Linked DNA regions of Sus scrofa: region 2 is linked to region 1. A link is a contact called in public HiChIP or PLAC-seq data. All regions are on one chromosome and are shown on one strand. The core of a region is the stretch at or near the end of the contact, and the rest is flanking DNA. Distances in the headings are between cores, read along the strand shown. Region 1 holds the start of ARIH2OS. Region 2 holds the start of NDUFAF3 (NADH:ubiquinone oxidoreductase complex assembly factor 3).

Region 1 (6,558 bases), core at 4,034-6,533:
CAGCATGGCCAGACAATTCATACTAGAAAATACTGAGAAAGAGTCCAGCACATATAAAAAGGGTAGGCCCTGGCACCAGATGGCCAGAGTTAGAGCAATCTTCATGACCTTGAGCAATTACCACAACTTTCTGTACGTACTTTGCTCATTTGTGAAATGTCACAATAACACCTTCTACTAAGCAAAAAAAAAACAAAAACAAAAAAAAAAAACAAACCAAAACAAAAAAAACAGAAGGATATTTTTAAAAGCCTATTAATGAAAAAATTTCTTTAAATATGTGTTTTCAGAGTTCCTATTGTGGCTCAGTGGGCTAAGAACCCAAAGTAGTGTGTGTGAGGATGTGGGTTCCATCCCTGGCTTCACTCACTGTGTTAAGGATCTGGCGTTGCTGCGAGCTGCAGTGTAGGTCTCAGATGTAGCTCAGATCCCATGTTGCTGTTGCTATGGTGTAGCCCAGCAGCTGCAACTTCTATTTTTGTTTTTGTTGTTTTTTTTTGTCTTTTGTCTTTTGTTGTTGTTGTTGCTATTTCTTGGGCCGCTCCCGTGGCATATGGTGGTTCCCAGGCTAGGGGTCGAATCGGAGCTGTAGCCACCGGCCTACACCAGAGCCACAGCAACGCGGGATCCGAGCGGCGTCTGCAACCTACACCACAGCTCACGGCAACGCCGGATCGTCAACCCACTGAGCAAGGGCAGGGACCGAACCCGCAACCTCATGGTTCCTAGTCGGATTCGTTAACCACTGCGCCACGACGGGAACTCCATGCAACTTCTATTTGACCTAGGAAATTCCATATGCCACAGGTGCAGATTAAAAAAAAAAAAGTGAGAGTTCCCGATGTGGCTCAGCAGTTAATGAACCCAATTAGCATCCATGAGGATGCGGGTTTGATCCCTGGCCTCGCTCAAAAAAAAAAAAAAATCAATAAAGGCAATAAATATGAAAGACATAGGATATATGTAATAAACGCTATGGGACAGATTATATTTTCAAAAGATGGCCACACCAACATATATACCATCACACATGCTTTTCACATTGTGACAGGATGTTGGTATTCCTTCATCACCCAGCTGACGTCACCATCAACCACCAGATGTATGAATAAATAACTCTTCCTGATTCCAGCTCCTAGCCTTTGAGTCTTCTGAGGCCCCAGACATCAAGGAGCTGAGACAAATCATTCCCACTGTATCCTGCACAGATTCCTGTGCCACGGAGACAAAGATGGACTTTATATTTTATATATATAACTTTCATGTGCAAATTTATTTTGAAGATAAAGCTCTTTTGTTGGCACAGCAGGTTAAAGATCTGGCATTGTCACTGTAGCAACTGTTTTTTTTTTTTTTTTTTTTTGCTTATTAGGGCCACACCCACGGCATATGGAGGTTCCCAAGCTAGAGGTCTAATCAGAGCTACAGCTGCTAGCCTACGCCACAGCCACAGCAACGTCAGATCCGAGCTGTGTCTGAGATCTACACCGCAGATCACAGCAACGCCCGATCCTTAACCCACTGAATGAGGCCAGGGCTCGAACCTGCAACTTCATGGTTCCTAGTTGGATTGTTTCTGCTGCACCACGATGGGAATTCTTGTTTTAGTTTAATCTTTAAATCTTTATTTCCTGGAAAGAAATTTCCACCAGTTAAAAATAATGGTTTTAGGAAGTTCCCATGTGGCACAGTGGTCAAGGATTTGGCTTTGCTGCAGCTCTGGTGCAGGTTGTGATTGTGGCCGGGGTTCAATCCCTGGCCTGGGAACTTATACATGTCTTGAGTTCAGCCCCTCCCCCCCCAAAAGTATTACCATCAGCCCAATAAACATTTATTTAATAGAGCGATATTGAAAACAAGGTTGGGGAGTCCCCATTGTGGCTCAGTAGGTTACAAACAAAACTACTATCCATGAGGATGTGGGTTCCATCTCAGTGGGTTAAAGATCTGGTTGCTGTGACCTGTGGTGTAGGTTGAAAACGCTGCTCAGATCCAGAATTGCTGTGGCTGTGGCATAAGCTGGTAGCTCCAATTCGACCCTTAGCCTGGGAACTTGCCACAGGTTCTGCTCTAAAGAGAGAAAGAGAAAGAAAGAAAGAAAGAAAGAAAGAAAGAAAGAAAGAAAGAAAGAAAGAAAGAAAGAAAGAAAGAAAGAAAGAAAGAAAGAAAGGAAGGAAGGAAGGAAGGAAGGAAGGAAGGAAGAAAGAAAGAAAGGAAAGAAAGAAAGGAAAGAAAGAAAGAAAGAAAGAAAGGAAAGAAAGAAAGGAAAGAAAGAAAGGAAGAAAGAAAGAAAGGAAGAAAGAAAGAAAGAAAGAAAGGAAAGGAAGGAAGGAAAGGAAGGAAGGAAAGAAAGAAAGGAAAGAAAGAAAGGAAGAAAGAAAGAAAGAAAGAAAGAAAGAAAGAAAGGAAAGGAAGGAAGGAAAGGAAGGAAGGAAAGAAAGAAAGGAAAGAAAGAAAGAAAGAAAGAAAGGAAAGAAAGAAAGAAAGAAAGAAAGAAAGAAAGAAAGAAAGAAAGAACATGGTTGGATCTGTGCCCTTAAGAAACTCACCTTTAGAGAGTTCCAGTTGTGGCACAGCAGAAACGAATCCGACCAGTAACCATGAGGTTGTGGGTTCAATTCCTGGCCACGTTCAGTGGGTTAAGGATCTGGCATTGCTGTGAGCTGTGGTGTAGTTCACAGACTCGGCTATCTGGCCTTGCTGTGGCTATGGCATATGCTGGCTGGCAGCTCTATCTCCGATTAGACTCCTAGCCTGGGAACCTCCATAAACCGCCAGTGGGGCCCTAAAAAGCAAAAAAAAAAAAAAAAAAAACCAACCAACCAAACAAAAAAAACAACAAAGAAAGAAACTCACCTTTAGCAAGGAAAAGACAGGGCCGGTACATGGGATTCCAATACATTGTACAATACACCCATATGCTTGATGTGTGAATGATGCAAATGCAATAATTACGCAGAAAAAAATGTTCCCTTTTATTTATTGGAGAGGATTTATTACCAATAACACAAAGTGAGAGATTCTAATTAAGTAAAAGATATCTTGTTACCAGAAAATACATTTTGTGTCCTTTACTAATGTCATGATGTAATGGATATGTTTTGTCAAAACAAATAAAATAAGTACACTGGGTTATACACACACTTTTGCGTTACTAATATATAAAATTTATAATTTTTTTTTTTTGTCTTTTTGCCTTTTCTTGGGTCGCTTCCGTGGCATATGGAGGTTCCCAGGCTAGGGATCGAATCGGAGCTGTAGCCACTGGTCTACGCCAGAGCCACATCTGAGCCGCATCTGCAATCTACGCCACAGCTCACGGCAACGCCAGAACCTTAACCCACTGAGCGAGGCCAGGGGTCAAACCTGAAACCTCACGGTTCTTAGATTCGTTAACCACTGAGCCACTGGGGAACTCCTAGAAAATTCATAATCTTATGTTATTCACTCCTTACTATTAATTTTCACTTCAAATTAATTTGGGGCTTCTTTGTATTTGAATGCACTTGATTTGGATACATGCTGTGAGTTAAACTGGAACCTGAAAATCGTGTACAAGAAATATACCAATAGGAGTTCCCCCAGTGGCTCAGTGGTAAGGAACTGGATTAGTACCCATGAGGACACAGGTTCCAACCCTGGTCCTGGCGTCAGTGGGTTAATGATGCAGTGTTGCCATGAGCTGTGGTGTAGGTTGCAAACGCGGCTGGTTCGGATCTGGTGTTGCTGTGGCTGTTGGGTAGGCCACAGCTGCAGTATGATACCATCCCTAGCCTGAGAACTTCCATATGCTTCGAGTGCGGCCCTAAAAATACCACCCCCCCCAAAAAAAAAACCCGAAGCAGCTTTTCCATGCTGTCCAGCAGCAACCTGAGTGAGCCTACATGGTTCTATCTATCCATAATACTTGTTAAAGGTCATAGAAGGTACTGAATGTCATATTGGCACTTTCTATACTTCTTGAAGAAACTGTGCAGCAAGAAAGTTAAGATTCAGCCTTGGGTGAATGGGAGAAGTAGGCTGCGGAAAGGGAAAAGGAAGCTTGGTGTGGTCCTGCAGATCCGCGGCCACCAGGGGACGGCATCTGAATGTAGGCAGAAAATCCCGACCCGGTGCGCTGACCCGAAGACCCAGCTCTCCTTTGATCTTTGATCAGAGAGCGGATGGGAAATAGAAGTCCTTTATCCATTCCACGAACGTCAGGGTGTCTTCTCCGTGCCGGACACGGCTAACAAACGGTGAAGTGAGGAGTCCATCAGAAAAACTCGGGTTTAGGAGTTCCCGTCGTGGCACAGTGGTTAAAGAATCTGACTAGGAACCATGAGATTGCGGGTTCGATCCCTGGCCTTGCTCCGTGGGTTAAGGATCCGGCGTTGCTGTGAGCTCTGGTGTGGGTCGCAGACGTGGCTCGGATCCCATGTTGATGTGGCTCTGGCGTAGGCCGGTGGCTACAGCTCCGATTCGACCCCTAGCCTGGGAACCTCCATATGCCGCGGGAGAGACTCAAGAAAAGGCAAAAAGACCAAAAAAAAAAAAAGAAAGAAAGAAGAAAAACTCAGGTTTAGGGTATCCCGGCGGGCGGCGCTGGTAGGAGAAAGCAGGAAGAGATGCAGTGAGTGACCCCTCTCCAATAAGCCAAACCCTTTCCTCTGCTGCCCCTCGCAGCAGTCGGCGCCGGCAGTGCGCTGGGCACACTCTGGGTCGGAGCGCTAAGCTGCAGAGAAGCAACCGCGCAGAAGCGTTATCACCCAGCGCCAGTCACGACCCGGGCGACCGTGGGGCGACCTCAGGCCGGAAGTGACGCAACTGCTCCGAACACTTCCGGAGCTGCGAAGAAGGCTCCGCCAGAGGAAGCAGCGCGGGCCTTGACCGGCGTTGGCTCGCCGCCTCCGCCGCCGCCGCGCCTGTGTCCGGTTCCTCAGGCCTGGCCCGACCCAGTTTGGTCCGCCCGGGCTCAGCGGCCCCGGGGCCGCGGCTCCCGGTGAGTGCGCATTGCGAGTCGCGGCCTTGTTTACCCGAGCGGGCCGGGGGAGGGGGGGTGGGCTCTCCTCGCGCCTCCCTAGCCAGGCCGGGGCTCCGCCTTCGTCGCTGCCCGCGAGGTCCCGGCGCCCCCCGCAGCCTTTTCACTGTCTCAGCGCCCTCTGCTACCCGCCGAGGGGCGGCTAAAAACCGTAGTCTGAGCGGACTAGCGCCTGGCGCTTCTCCGTTTTTCCTCTTCTAGCCGCTTGCTCTGCTCGCGTAAAGGTCGGAGGCCGGCGCCTCTCACCGACTGGCGCCGGCGCATCTGGGCCCTCTCCGCCGGCCACACCAGGGAGACTCACTGCCTCCGGAGTTTCCCATTCGAGTCATCACTGGGAACTCTCGCAATGCCTCCCGCGCGGCTAGTTAACGCCCGCCAGTGAAGGCTCCCCAGCGCGTGGGCTCCGTGTCCTCGCGGATATCCCGGCCCTTCGGACACGATATGCAGCCCAGGAACTGCGCCGCCGCCTCGGGGGACCCTGCTGTGCTAGCCGCGGGAGAGGCTACTGTGTTCTCGGATGACTTCACCTCAGTACTGATTGTTACCCTGTCCCATAGAACTTTCTCTCACAATGCGTATATTCTGTACCTTTGAGTAACCCTTGACCACTAGCCACCCGTAGCCCTTGAGCATTTGATTTATGGATAGTGCGACTGAACAGCCAAATGTTAAATTTTGTTTAATTTTTAAGTTAAATAACCGTGTGTTGTTAGTGACTACCGTATTACCTTGCGGATTTAATGTAGGGTTTTGAAACTAAGTTGCTGATTCATATTTTTTTACTAGGTTTTCTTCGGAGATGTAGATTTAGTAAATGACTATTTAGCGCTAAATATTATATCTGTAGTTAAACATCGTTAGATCCACCAAAATGTTTTTGTTTTGCTCATGTCAACTTTAAACTGAGAAGTCTTCCGTTTCAATTCTTTAGCACGGAGTGGATGTCAGGTCTTCTGAACACGTGACTTTGGGGGTGGAGTGGGAAGTAGTTTCAGTTATTCCTTTTCTGTTTGGGATGTAGGGATAGTATTTAACATCCAGAGGAAATCAAACCGTTATCATCTGTTCTGTAATAAGGCAATAACGTACTGGTCTCCTTAAGCAGTGTCAGTATTCTTTCAAGTAGAATAAAGTTTATTTAACTTTGAAAAGGTAACAAAAATTAAGATTTTATTTAAGTCTAGACTTAGAACACTCAGTAAGTATGAAATGGTGTTCTTCTTTTTGGAAGGGAGCCTGATGTTTTCCCCTCCTTCTTGAGTATTAAGTTGATGAGAAACCTGTGGGCAACCCTTAAAGCCCAAATCCTGGAGAGAAATCCGGAGAAAGTGAAAACCTTGCTCTTTTATTGTAATTCTGGAGGTGGCTTTGTGAATAGTATTAGGCTCTCCAGGAGAGTGATGGGGAGTTAGGAGTCCTCATAGGCCACGGATCTGGTGAAAGTGTAACACTGGACTCTACTGGTTGGCAGCAGTGTGGACCTGGGCAAGTTATTTAATCTTTTTGAACTCTTTTCCTCATTTATAAGAAGGGGATGA
Region 2 (6,054 bases), core at 2,850-5,349, 86 kb after region 1:
GCTGTGTTCCGGCCAATGCTGCACAGCCTCCTGCAGCTCAGCCAGCAGAGAAAGCAGCTCCTCCGTCACTGCAAAGAACACACAGCCCTGAGTTTGGTGGGAAATGCGCGGCCCACCAGCTTACTGGCCCTGCTAGACTCTGGGTCCTACCTAGGCAGCTGTCCAGGTTGGGGTCATAGCCAGCTCTGCGGCCCCGTTCGTCCACCAGCTCCTTCAGGCACACTTGGCCCAGGGCGCCTGGGGGTAGGGCTCCCGAATCATGGGCAGGGGTGAGCTCTGCAAGTGCACGGCTCCTCAGGGCTTCGGTCACAGTCCTGGCTCTCCCCGAGGCCGCGGGCCATTCCACCCGCAGCTGCTGCAAGAAGGTCAGCATGTGCGGGTCCCGCACGGCGGGCACTAGGCGCACACTCACCCTGCGAAGCGAAGTAGTAGTCTCAGCCCAAGCGCCAGGCTCACCTCGCCGGGATTTCCCATCCGCAGCAGTCCGCCCCCGTTCACCTGTGAGCGTGAAGAGCTCGCGCCAGGTGGTCGGCCACGAGCACGGCACGCAGCTGGCTCAGGCGGAGGGCGCAGGGGCGGCCGCGCAGCGCGGGGCAGTGCAGGACAACGCGAGGTTCCAGAGCTGCATGCGCGGCAGGAGCCACATAGGTGGCCACGGCGCCGAGGACGCGCTCGAAAACTGCAGACCGCTGCAGCTGGAGTGCCAGCCCCGCGGGGGTCGGCGCGCAGCGCAGCACCGGGGCCACGCCGGGACCCTGCAGGCCGGCAATGGCGTGAATGACCTGCTTGGGCACCTGTGGGAGACCAGCCGGTGAGCCGGCCGCGGCGCTCCGGCTACCCCAAACTCGCCCTGCGGGAAGACCGTGCCTACCTGGCCCTCCTCGAAGCGCGCCTGTAGCGCGCGCCGCGGCGCCAAGAAGTCTCGGGCACGCAGATGGCGGGCTCGCGTCTCCTTGTACCACACTGGGCCGCCAGGTCCCAGGGCTGCGTTGAGGGCTGCCAAAGTCTCCTCGACCCCAAGACGCCCCATCGACATGGCGACCGGAAGGAACAAGCAGAACCGGAAGTATTGGGGTCGAACTTCCGGAAGAGGCAACTGGTTGGGGCGGGGATTTGGCTGTGGTCCTGGAGAGGGCAGGTGCGCCTGAGGAAATTCTGGCGACCGCGTTGGTCCTACGGCCCCAGCACTGGCACTCGCACCGCGTGGTCGGCCCCCGGGTCCGAAATCTCTCGTCCGCTCCGGGCCTACAGTTCTCTAGCTGTCGCTTGACTTAGCAACCAAGTAAAGAATCCACGCGACCCAGTGGGGGCTCAGATAGAGATCTCTGTCTTCATCTAAGTCTTGTATTTATGTATTTGTGATAACGTTTTATTTCCCCCATTTGCACATGATCAAAATGCAGAAGTTCCAAGTGAACTGTCACTGAAATAGGGCAGCTAACATTATGACCTACTGGGAAAAAATCCTCATTTTTAAGAGAATTTATGTTCTGCAACTTAAGGTTATTTGCAAGCATTCCTTTTGAGATGTGAGTTGTCTTTATTCCCAGTAAATCCCAGTCCGCTAGAACTGCTGGTTTTCTCCCCTTGAATTTTGAGGAATTAGAACCACCATGATGGCTTCCAGAACTGCCAGCTTTTCAAGTTTCTCCTTTAACCTAGTATACTTTAACAGGGATCCTCCCACTTCCTGGTTAAGGCAACCAGCCTTTGTGGCTCAACTAAACAATGTGACCATAAGAAGTCCCAGCTTAAGAACAGCTCTTGTCCCTCTACCAGTGATAAACCTCTTTCCTCTGTCCCAGGAAGGCTCCAGAATGTCTCCATTTCTAGTAACTTAAACCCCCTTTTCTCTCTCCTTTTTGTAGCTGCAACCTTGGCATGTGGAAATTCCCAGGCCAGGGACTAAACCCCAACCACAGCAGTAATGACACCAAATCCTTAATCACTGGGCCACCAGGGAAATCCCCCTCTTTCTCTCTTTTTTTTTTACTAGGGATTGAACTTGATGCAGCAGAACATCCATAATCTCTGCCCTGGAGAAGTGAGAGTGCCCAGAACTCAGAAGAGAGAGGATTCTAGGAGCAGGAAAAGCTTGGCAAGGTCCCTTTCTGGGCCAGGGTTGCAAGGCCCTGCAGGGAGGCTCCGAAAGAGCACTGGGCGGACACGACATTCCCGATGGCTACTTGGGTGCCCACTCAACGGGAGTGATCGTGTCATTCCAAAGCACTTTCCATGCCGCAGGTGCACAACCTAGGGTCAGCTGCTAATAGGATTGGGGGCCAGAGGCTGAGCTGGGGTCTTCAGCTACTCTTGGTGCATGAGGACACTTACAGTGGCTTTACCCCAGGAAGTGAAGGGCTATCTTTAGTCAGCTGTGGGCTGGGGTGGCCCTGGGGGACTCACCACCATTGCAGACCACCATTGCAGCCCAATCAGAAGTCCCTGTGTCCTCCCTCCCTTGCCAGTGCTACCTTGGGATCCAAGAGATGGCCACAGCCTGGGCTCCCCGACGTCTACGCCTGTCATTTCCAGCCTGAGGGCGCACCTGAGAGAGGGACAGAAATCAGAGTGGCCCGATAAAGTATGTCTGGGGATCAGGGGCTAGCCCACCGAATCTGGGCCAGAACGCTGCTCAGGCAAGAGAGCAGGGAACGAAATCCAAGTGCAGCTGGAATGCTCTGGAGACAACAGCTGCTTTTGGGATTCCGTTGCCCGCTGTCCAGCCGTGGGGAGTGGGAGGTTGAGAGGGGTAATCTCTTGCCTTGGTGCCAGATCAAACTTCCTACATTCCCAGTCCCAGGAGAGGGAGCCAAGAGAAGGTGGTGAAATCAAGTGCGGTAGGAACGAGCCGCTCGCTCACCTGGGCCCCAAAACAATAGGTGTGGTGGGGACCCCCCCCCCCGGGACTGGGTCCCAATCTGGATTAGATCCACGGGGTAGGATTAATCCTGTTGGTCCCATGCAGTCAGGGCCACTACACTGGCGGTGGCGGGGCGGGCTTCAGGATCAGCCAAGAGGGAAGCGCGCCCGTGGGGCCTCGGAGAGGAAGTAAACCCTCCCCTGGGACACCCCCGCACCCGGGCCCTTTGTCTGGTGACGCTGCCAGTGTCGGGAGTGCGAGAAGCCCAATGAGCCCTCAAGGCAGCGACGGGACCCCCGGAGATCTACTGAGAACGTCCTCGGTTGTTCGAAACCCCCCCGCCAGCCTGGCCCCGCGGGCGGCAGACGCAGCAATGTTTCCCCGGAGGCCACCATACAGTAGGCGCGCCGAGATGTCGGAACCTGCGCGGGCGCCAGCGACTCTGGCACCAGTAGGCCTTCTGATTCGGCTCAAGACGCGGGGGAGGGATTCTCTGGACGCAGAGCGAGGTGAACAAGAATAGGGCGATACTCCGGCCGCTGTATAGTTCAATGTCTGGTCCGTTTCGGCCCGGTCCGACCCAGGAGCAGCAACGACCAGCCTGACGTCGCGTCCTCTTCCGCTTGTTCTAGCCGCAGAGTTGGAGCCATTTTAAGGCGAAACCACTCAGCCACGCCCCCTCGCCCTCCAGAGAAGCCAATCCAAGCGCAACGACGCCTGGTGTGAAACGCCGCGGCGTTGCCAACGGTCGCGCGGGTGAACGGTTGGGAGGGGCTGAACTCGGAGGGCGAGAGGGGGAAACCTGAGCTGCCCGCACCGCCCTCGGAATCCGACTCCGCGAAGCCGGGATTAGAAATTTGGAGGCTGGCACCACGCCCTGGCCAGGTGTGCGGGACTCGAACAGGTGCTAGGCCGCCCCTCCCCGGGTCCCAAGAGCCCGGCTTAATGGCTAAGAGCCGGGGGCCCGGCCGCGGCTGGGGCTCAGACTGTGCTGAGGCCTGTCACGCCACCAGGTGTCCGGCTCCCCCAGAACGGCCTGCGGGGGCCTGGGGCGGGGCGGACGGCAGCTGCAGACACTGGAGCCGCACCGGGAGACCCGCCCTGCTGGGACCTAAGCCCCTGGTCGGCTCCCTCCCGTCTCCAGCCCGGGGCCGGCAGAGCTGCGCGGTGCCCTCCGCGACGCTGGGGGCGCTGTCGTTGCTCCGGGCTGGGTGACGCCACGACCCCGCTGACCCTGCGCCGGTCTCCCTGTGCGCTGATCCGCCATGGCAGCGGTGTTCGTGCTTCGGAGCTTGTATCGAGCGCGACACATCCTTCGCTGGCCGCTCGCGCAGCTGTCCTGGTGAGGCCGGACCCACCGTCCCTGACCACCTGCCCCCCACAGCCAGCGACTCCCAGCCCCTTAGACCCCGACCATACCCCTCCGCAGGGCCCCAGGGCGTGGGCATCGGCTCACGCCGACGGATGATGAGCTGTATCAGCGGACGCGAATATCTCTGCTGCAGCGCGAGTCCCCGCAGGCGATGTACATCGACAGCTACAGCAGCCGCGGCTTCGTGGTCAATGGAAATCGCGTGCTTGGGCCCTGCGCGCTGCTTCCGCACTCGGTGGTGCAGTGGAACGTGAGCCCTTCCCTGCAATAAGGAAACCCGAGGACCAGAGTCAGGCCTGCCTTCCTGACTCCGTCCTTGGCAAACTTGGCTTTTCTTTTGCCCCGCTTTGGAGCAGGTAGAGGGTCGGTGGGGAAACCTCCATAGACTTGTAATTAACTTGTCTCCTTCCCACACAGGTAGGTTCCCACCAGGACATCACCGAAGGAAGCTTCTCTCTCTTTTGGATGCTGGAGCCCCGAATAGGTACTGGAGGAAGGGAAGGCTGAGGTGATGAGCCCCGGAAACCCACCCTCTCGATAGACCTCGTTGCAGCCTTGCTATGCTCATCTTTCCCTAGAGATTGTTGTGGTGGGCACTGGAGACCGGACTGAGCGGCTGCAGCCCCAGGTGCTGCGAGCCATGAGGCAGCGGGGCATCGCTGTGGAAGTGCAGGACACAGTATGTCTGGTACTCGGGAATGCTGAGGCGAGCCCAGGCCTGGCCTTGGCCCTAGCCCAGCTGATGCTGGCTTTCTCTTTGCAGCCCAATGCCTGTGCCACTTTCAACTTCCTGTGTCATGAAGGCCGGGTGACAGGAGCTGCTCTCATTCCCCCACCTGGAGGGGCTGCTCTCACATCTTTGGCCCAAGTCTCAAAAAAATGAACCACCAGGAACCTTGCCACCCTTTGCTGAGTGCAGGGGTTTCCAGTTTTTACTAGCTCCTCCCCTTTGGCACTGTAACAACTTGTCTTTCTAGCCAGCAAATTAATAATTTAATCTACTTCTCACAATTTTGTACTAGGTGTATTGCTGGACAGGAGCTGCTGGCTCCGTGGGTTCATGGAGGGGGTTGTGAAAAAATCAAGGGGATACTCAAGAGGCGAGGAAGCTGTATAGGTGTCTGTTATAAACTGTACATCTCTTTGCTCACATGCAGATTTGAGGGGACTTCAGTGCTTTCTCCACAAGGCCCTTTAGAGATTCAAGTTAGAGAACATGTATGTGGGGTCTCAGCCTGATCCCCTGTGGCCAAGCTTTGGGCTAGCAGGAGGCCCTGTGGATGCCAGTCTATAGCCTCATGGCCTGTTCTGTGACCCTTTCTTAGCAGCTACAGTCAGAGTCACAGTTTGAGACCAAACCCTTGGGAGCCAGAACTGGTCTGAGCTGCCAGAGAAGGGACTTTCTGAATCTAGCACTACCACCTACGTCCAGGTGCTCACAGCACCCTCATCTCAGGGCTTGAGGTTTTCCCTGGAAATGACGGTACTGTGTTGGTGTGTATCTGTGATGGTGGCAGCTGCAGAGCACTACCTGCTTGTTGTTGACCTCAAAGATCAGGCATCACTTTTTTTCAAACTTTTATTGAAAAACCAAGGAGGTGTGCTGTATCCCTTTTCAGAAAAGACGCTTCTCATACCTGTTGGCAGAAGGACCAGCTGTGAGGGTGAGGGCAGGAAGACCGAGGCATGGGAGACACCTCAACCCCAAGGACAGAGGAATGGAAAGGGTTGGTCACTTACGAATGAAGGCTGTGGACGCCACCTTCAACCTGAGCTGAAGATGTTCTCTTTTCAAACTTGAGCTCCCCAGAATACATCA

Evidence for each region. HiChIP or PLAC-seq counts read pairs in DNA pulled down with a chosen protein or histone mark.
Region 2: an H3K27ac HiChIP or PLAC-seq map of alveolar macrophages shows a contact between it and region 1. The contact joins the promoter of NDUFAF3 here to the promoter of ARIH2OS in region 1. A contact is called at or near these places in 1 of 5 promoter capture datasets (liver), 9 of 47 Hi-C or Micro-C datasets (blood, embryonic fibroblasts, fetal heart ventricle and 4 more) and 2 of 2 datasets of contacts at active chromatin or transcription factors (alveolar macrophages and skeletal muscle).

The regions. Positions count from the first base shown.
Region 1 is chr13:31,565,265-31,571,822 of Sscrofa11.1, forward strand. ARIH2OS reads right to left here and starts at 5,284. Exons shown (of 3, transcript XM_013981653.2): 1 at 5,200-5,284; 2 at 4,866-5,119; 3 at 4,501-4,864. The coding sequence starts at 5,284. The coding sequence ends at 4,562. ARIH2 (E3 ubiquitin-protein ligase ARIH2) reads left to right here and starts at 4,762. Exons shown (of 16, transcript XM_003132197.6): 1 at 4,762-4,981.
Region 2 is chr13:31,652,842-31,658,895 of Sscrofa11.1, forward strand. NDUFAF3 (NADH:ubiquinone oxidoreductase complex assembly factor 3) reads left to right here and starts at 4,100. Exons shown (of 5, transcript NM_001243606.1): 1 at 4,100-4,205; 2 at 4,293-4,485; 3 at 4,653-4,719; 4 at 4,814-4,914; 5 at 4,999-5,246. The coding sequence starts at 4,129. The coding sequence ends at 5,118. It overlaps DALRD3 (DALR anticodon-binding domain-containing protein 3), which reads right to left and starts at 3,465. Exons shown (of 14, transcript XM_021070653.1): 1 at 3,261-3,465; 2 at 2,475-2,548; 3 at 872-1,125; 4 at 499-794; 5 at 151-413; 6 at 1-68. The coding sequence starts at 2,529. It overlaps IMPDH2 (inosine-5'-monophosphate dehydrogenase 2), which reads right to left. Exons shown (of 15, transcript XM_005669533.3): 14 at 5,976-6,054; 15 at 5,801-5,872. The coding sequence ends at 5,851. MIR425 (microRNA 425) reads right to left here and starts at 2,232; the gene lies at 2,153-2,232. It also overlaps MIR191.